Linked DNA regions of Ovis aries: region 2 is linked to region 1. The links are chromatin contacts, called in public Hi-C maps. All regions are on one chromosome and are shown on one strand. The core of a region is the stretch at or near the end of the contact, and the rest is flanking DNA. Distances in the headings are between cores, read along the strand shown.

What was found. A called contact is a pair of places that touch in the nucleus more often than the background predicts.
Region 2: a Hi-C map of liver shows a contact between it and region 1, with 4 times the contacts expected there. The contact joins two enhancer-like sites. A contact is called at or near these places in 5 of 16 Hi-C or Micro-C datasets (hypothalamus, liver, mixed tissues and 2 more).

What each region holds. Positions count from the first base shown.
Region 1 is chr15:63,132,041-63,135,658 of ARS-UI_Ramb_v3.0, forward strand. No RefSeq gene overlaps it. Among named protein-coding and RNA genes, the nearest start is that of C15H11orf91, 7.3 kb to the right of the region's middle. Within about 2 kb of position 1,746, at least 7 of the 54 cell types and tissues checked have an H3K27ac peak or open chromatin away from gene starts, as enhancers often do. A contact at or near this core is called in liver, where this site is marked.
Region 2 is chr15:63,017,303-63,020,972 of ARS-UI_Ramb_v3.0, forward strand. KIAA1549L (KIAA1549 like) reads left to right here. Exons shown (of 21, transcript XM_042233338.2): 10 at 1,506-1,677. Among named protein-coding and RNA genes, the nearest start is that of C15H11orf91, 120 kb to the right of the region's middle. Within about 2 kb of position 1,624, at least 5 of the 54 cell types and tissues checked have an H3K27ac peak or open chromatin away from gene starts, as enhancers often do. A contact at or near this core is called in liver, where this site is marked.

The DNA of each region.
Region 1 (3,618 bases), core at 496-2,995:
TAGTTTATGCGCACCGTTTTCAGAGTTATAGAATGTGGGCACTGCATTCAGACAGACACAGAGATGAGTAATCCTGGGGGCGCGGGGGAAAGATGGCTGGAACAGCTAATGTTTAGTCCTGCTTCTGCAGAAATCCTCCGCCAGGCTCCAGTAGAATATCACCTGATTATAGGGCCTTTGCTGCTCTGTCTCTCCTCTCCTCTGACTTGTGACGTGAGCCCAAAGCCAGCTGGTGAGCCACTCTGATTCTTCCCTTAGGAACTGGAACTAGCAAAGGGTTCCTGTGAGAGGGAACCCGACGTGACTCTCTAGGGGGAACCTGAACTGAGTCGACAGTCTAGGGAGAAAGGCAGGAGGTGTGCAGGTGTGTGGAGTGAGAGGAAGTGGGGGGGGGGGACCAGCTGCCTGGGCTCCTTGTGGCTTCCAGGCCCTGGTGCCAATGGGCCTGAGGCCCATGAGGGGACATATGACGTGTCTAAAAATCCTCCTCTGTTCCAAGGGCCTCTGGTGGGGCGGCAATCTCAGGACTCTGGCCACCCCACCCCAAAGGGGACAGAAACAGACAAGCAACCCACACCAGCCAATCACATTTGCTCTCCAAGGAACAAACATGATTGGAGAGAACAAATGTGGTTGGACCCAAGTGTCCAGTGGCAGCGCCACATTCCTTTCCTCCTAAAGCCCTAGATGCCCCCTTTGTTTCTTTCTCTTGCATTAGTTCCTACTCTCTGTAACCACCAACCCTACCATCATCCCCTCTTGTTATTTAAGTGAGCTGCTTTGAGTGGCCTCTTTCCCCCACCAACAAGAAGAGCCCCTAGAACATGTGATCTTCCAGCTTGGTGTCATGGATGCATTTTCTGGATTCCTTTCTAGCCAGTTTGCCTCTGGTCGCTGTACTTGGATGTGCTGATGCTAGGCTGTGGATGGGATGGAAGCCCTCTCTCTTTGGGGCATCACCTATGGAGGGGCCGAGTCCTTGACCTCATCTGAAGTGGCAGATGTGATGCTGCCTGGGAGAGAGATGGTTGGCCCTCACTAGAAAAGAATCACCCTCTTCCCAAAATTGCCCCCTAGCCATACTCACCCCCATCAGTTTTGTAGAGCCCTGCAGATTCAGGGCTCAGCAGTGAGAGATGAGTCCTAAATAGGATGGAAAACTATGACTATGGTAATTATGACTCTCATCTGAGAAAAATTTCCCCTCTATCATCTTGATTGTTTTCTCCCACCCATGAGAACATGTCTCCATCTACCGGATGATGAGACAGGCTCAGAGCGGTTGAGTAATATTCCCAAGGTCACATATCTGGGTGGTGACAGGCTCAAGATGTCATTGAAAGGAAAAAGCCAGGGTGAGGCACCAGTACAGCCTTCACTTATAGTGAGAGGGAAACTTTAATGCAGTGATGATGTCTGTCTTCCTCCTGCTCCCCAAGAAACCAGGCCCCTGCAGGCACTAGATCCTGCCTGAATCCCTTGGCCATAGTGTAGGGCACAGGTTATTTGGCTGAGGGGGTGGAAGGTTCCCCATCACACTTGAAATCTCTGCTTCTCTCAGGACTAACAATCTGTTGATGGAGCAGTCATGATGCAAATATCTGGTTTCACCCTCTGTCAGATTTGCTGTTCCATCTAGCTCAAACAAGTTACCGCTGGAGAGAATGAACGTCAGTCCCCCACCCATGGGCTGTTTCCTCTGTTCACCCTCTACACTGATGCCCTGAGAGTACAAGCTGCTAATCTGATTGGCTGAGGTCCAGGACATTCCCTGGGCCTTGCATCATCAGTGGTTGAGACTCCATGCTCCCACTGCAGGGGGCACAGGTTGGATCCCTGGTTCAGGGGAACTAAGTGTCATGGATGCATTTTCTGGATTCCTCTCTAGTCACTTGGCCTCTGGTTGCTGCACCTGGATGTGCTGATGCTCGGCTGTGGACGGGATGGAAGTCCAGTGACAAAAAAAAAAAAAAAGCCTGCCTTCATGAGCAGATATCACTAGGCTCTTCTTTCCTACCTCTTCCATGTGGGTAACTAAGTGGGCAGACAAACCAGAAGCAGCAGGGGGCTTCAGTCATACCTTCAGCCCAACTCTGAATGTTCCAAAGCAGCTTTCCTTCTAGCTCAGCTATCAGTGATTTTTCCTGTTTATCTGGCGGTGTGTTAGTAAATGTTTAACAACCAACTTTTTATGGAGGTTGGAAAGGGTAGAGAGGACAAGAACAATCTGCATTTGTACATTTGCCAATTTCCATAGTGTAAATACTCTCACTGTGGCCAGTTTCAAACCATCAACACGGACGTTACTCAGAAGGAATGTAACATTAGTACACTGTTATACAGTATTTCCACCATACAGACCCAGGAGCCATAAATACCTTTAAGAGCACGGGTAATTGTGAAATGGAGCAAATAATTAGGGAGTGCTGAATTTTGAATATTTATTACCTTCATTTTTAATATTGTTTGCTTGTAAGTTGATAAAAGTTAATTTTTAACAAGGGCTGTTTTTACAACCGGCTTACAAAATTCCTCAAAATTTAACCATTGGCTTTCATGAGCTGTTCCAGCTGGCTCCAGCATGAGCCAGCCTGCATTTATCTATTATTCCGTGCATATGGTGTTTGCTTCACCTGGACCCTTATCTTGTTTTCAATTGCCAAGCATCCTTCTCTTTGCTATACAGCCTCTTCCATTCCATTCTGTTCAGGACGGACTGAGAATCACAGGACCTGCCTCCTCCACCATCCTGATAACAGGACGTGTGGCCAAAGCCATGGGATGAAGGGACAAGCGATGGGGCTGAGTGTGGGCATTCCTGGGACCTTGACTGTGATACCATAAGACTGTCAACTCATCTTCAACATTGGGAGACAACTCAGCCCACTCCCAAACTATGTCCTCCCGGTATTGAACCTAACGTTTCCTTCTGGTGACTCACTAGGGCTTCCCCTATGTCTGTGCTATGAACACTGCAGGAAGGCCTGGGAGAACCTTGATAAGCCTGACTTCTAATCCTCACTCTGCCGTTGCCTAGCCCTGTGCCCAGGGGTGGCGGAGGGTGTAAGTCACTACACCTTTCAGAGTCTCTGTCCCCTCATTTGTAAAACATGCCAAGGATGGTTCCTATATCACAAGGTGCTAGTAAGAATTATTATTTTTTGCCATGCCACAGGGTTTTCTGGACCTTAGTTTCCTGACCAAGGATTGGACCCATGCCCCGTGTGGTGAAAGCATGGAGTCCCAGTACTACTAAGAAGTAGACTGTTCATGTTAACTGCCTCCCTCTGTGCCCAGGATGCACTTAATTGGTGGCCAGTTTTATGAGTTTGGATGGATGGGGGTGGGGGGCAAAGGAGGCTCTGGGGAAGAAATGGGAAATGGGCCCCCAGGCAGCTCTGCCCTCCTTGAGCTTGCTACTGAGTTTTCCTGACTCTCATTAAGAGTCCCCAGCTCCCCTCACTGGACTTGCCAGCCTGAAGTTTTCTAGAACAAGGGAGCTTCTCTTGCATCAGCCAGCTTGGGGTAATGGGAATCTAGCTTCCTCCTAGTGAGGGAAGACAGGACCTGGAATGCCCAGGATGGGAGAACTCCCAGGGGTTGTGAATTCTGGGGTTG
Region 2 (3,670 bases), core at 374-2,873, 110 kb before region 1:
CACTAATAAAAAAAGAACCCACAACCCAAAGAATAAGAACAGCACTGTTACCTTACCTGATAAGCTTTCTCTGTGTCTTTTCTGATTATACCTACTTGCTTCCTTTCTACCGGAGTTGAGTGTGCTTCTGGATTTTGTATTAAATCATGCCTGTGTTTTCTGTATAGATTTTACCATTCTCATGTGTCTCCGTAAGCAGTGCATCATTTGGTTTTGTTTGGTTTTGAACTTTATATTCTGTAATTTGTCTCTTTTGCTCCATATCAGGTTTTGTATTCACCCACATTGGATCAAAGAGCCTTAGTTCTACTACTCTATAATATTTAATTGTGCAACAGTACTATAATTCATTTATCCATCCTACTGTTAGTGACTTCTGAATTTTTGTATTTTTTTTTGCTATTATGAACAATGCTGCTATAAACGTTTTTGTTACCTCTTTTGATATCCTGTGAAACTCATAATCTGTAAGATATACTTTGGGAAATACTTATATGATGCCATATTTATCAATGGTGAATTATGCTAGTGAAAACTTGATAACAACCTAAATGTCCACAAATGAAGGTTTAGTTAAGTTTATGAGACATGCACACAGTAGAACATTATGTAGGTATTAAAATTTATGTTTTATGTGTGATTATCAATTGTTAGTTACAATACTGAAAAATGAGTAACAATCTAGGTGTTTGACAATAAAGGATTGGGTGAGTAAATTTATGAGGCATGCCTTGGAATGCCATGTAGAAATTAACATTTATGCTTTTATTATAATTAAGCCCCTATGGATGTAAGTAAAAATGGCAATATATAATATTATATAGAAAGTATGATAAATAATTTTGTAAAATGATAAGAGACTTGTGTGGAAAAAAAATAGTAGCAAATACTCTAAAATGATGATAGTAATTAGCTTGTAGAGGAGGGGTTACAGGTTGTTTATATTTTATTTCATTTCTCGATGCTTTTCTGTATTTTCAAATTCTCTGTAGTGCAGTGAGAAAAAGCAACAAAGGTTATTTTAGAAAAAGAACTTTGAGTCTCCAAACCTTGCTTTTATCAGAGACCTTTTGAATTGCAAACATAGAAGTTCATTTTTTTTCCCCTCTCTGGCAATTGCAGGAATTTGAAATTAGAAATCTTGTCTAAGCATAACCTAACATGCCCTGAATTCATGTGGAGGCCTATTTTCAAATGAGGCCAGAGTTCTCTAGAAGCTGGAGACTTGACCATTTCAGCGTTTCTTCTCTGTCTCAAACTGTTCTTCCCAGAAGTTTGTATTTTCAAGACTGTTTTCTCCTCCCTGCCTTCCTCTTCCAGCGATAGTAGGGTTTCTTGAGACGTCGGTGTTAGGGAGGTACACGAAGGTTGACGCCTTAAATATCTGTTATGGGTCTACTCAGCTGCAGAAGGCTTCACAGTCGGGAGTGAGCCTGCTGATCACGTGAGTAATTGCAGAGCTGATACACGATGCCCTGTAAACAAAGCCTATCTTTTTCTGAAAGATGGTAAAGATGCAGCGGGTGCCGGGACCCAAGGACCCTGCGGAGCTGACTTACTACACCCTGTACAATGGGAAGCCTCTGCTGGGGACTGCAGCTGCCAAGATCCTGAGCACCATTGACTCCCAAAGGATGGCCTTGACTCTGCACCATGTTGTTCTTCTGCAAGCTGACCGTAAGGGGACAGTCTTTCCATTCAATATTTTTAACATCAGCAAATATTTCCTGTTCATCCAAGTGAGTCCCTAAACTCATGTTAGTAGACCCAGAGCTAAAAATATTTCTATTCTGCAAGGTTCTCAAACCAACCAGCTGTTTCCTATATTGTTTAAAGCAATAGGTTTTGGGTGAAAGTGAAAGTCACTCAGCCGTGTCCGACTCTTTGTGACCCCATGGACTATACAGTTCACAGAATTCTCTGGGCCAGAATACTGGAGTGGGTAGCCTTTGCCTTCTCCAGGGGATCTCCCCAACCTAGGGATCAAACCCAGGTCTCCTGCATTGCAGGCAGATTCTTTACCAGCTGAGCTCTCAGGGAAGCCCTGATATGAGGTAGCTATCGGGTTTTGGGGAAGGGATGTGTTTTGGATACTAGGGTGATGGTAATACTGCTTTGCCCCAGGTCCTACCCGCTCTCCCTCCTCAGTATAGTCTTGTGAGCAGCTAGAAAAATCACCACTGCTGAGATTGTATTTGTCTGCTGGGGAATTAAAGGTAATTTGATTCAGTAAACTTTCCAGAGTCCTACATGAACTGTGCTGGAGGACTCAGAGAAGTGGGCAAGACTTGCTAAATCCCTGCCTTTAAGGAGCAGAGAAGCTGTTGATGCAGATATAAAGGGGTAGAATGCAGAGATGCTTCGAGGAGACAATGTGATTGATACAGGGCTCAACAGAGGGACAGATTGCTCTCAAGGGGTATCTGGGAAGAATTAATAGAGAAAGGGTATGAAACATAATAACTGCCTTTTTGAGGGTCCTCCCCATGGCAGCTACTATGCTTATTGCTTTACATAATTTTTCTCTATTTCTCTGGGGCAACTTTATTTAGCTCCCAGTTACAGATGAAGAAACCTACGCTAAGACAGGTTAACTAATTTGCTCCACATCACAGAATTAGTACTTGATCTGGTATGAATTCCAAGACAGGAATCTGAATCTGAGTTCAAAAGTGTGTTTGTAACTGTATTGTACGCTATGATTCCAGCCGAGGGTGGGGAAGAGGGTATAGTCCAGAAAGAGCAAGCAGCAGGAGCAATAGAAAGGAAGTGAGAAGTACCAGTGGTGCTTGAAAAAAAGGAGTCAAGTTTCCTGCAGTACTGAAGCATGAGGAGGAGATGATGGGGGTAGAAATGAGCATTGCTTAGGAGACTCAGGCCTTGCATGGCAAGAGAAGGGATTGTACAGTGATGAGATTGGTTCTGGGGAGCTATTGGAGATTTCTGTGTGGGGAAATAGTATCATTGAAAGTACCCATTATCTAGGGAGATTAATCTGTTGTCAGCGTTCAGGTTGAGAGAAGGCAGAACTAATGAGGCTTTCTGATGGCCCCGGCATTAGGGACCCAAATAAGGGCTTCAAAGAAAGCCAGGGTGAGGTAGGTGAGCAACTGTGTGGCAGAAATGTTAGATTCGGCAGCACGTGGAGAATGCTCTAGGCCGGAAAGGCCTAGCTTGATATCCTAGTTGGCGTCCACACTCCTTAGGAACCTGACACCTGGCTCATGGTTTTCCTCTCCTCATCTTCTGCCTTCTTCACGGTGGGTGTGGCTTCCATGGGGATGGTCCAGCCCATGTGTTATTACGGCCCTCACTTCTGCTCGGCCAGCACATCCTCATAGACATACCTTTGCGTAGAAATGATGATCACCCTCTACAGTCTTGCCTTTACAATGCTTTTAACTCAGATTCTCTCCCTCTGCACCTCTGCCCTTCCCTCCGTATGGGCCCTGTCCCATCTCTGGTCAGGTCAATGGCCTCATCAGTTCTGCCGTATCCTCTTCATGTGTGTGTCCCCAGGCTCCATCCTCAGCTCTTTATCCATCTCTCCAGGTAGAGAATGAATTGTAGAGGCTAGGAGTGAAAACCCCTGCAGGTGTCCAGGTGAGAGAGGAAAGAGTCAGAGGTGGAGACTCAGAGAAGATATTTTACATATTTTTGCAGACTGAAC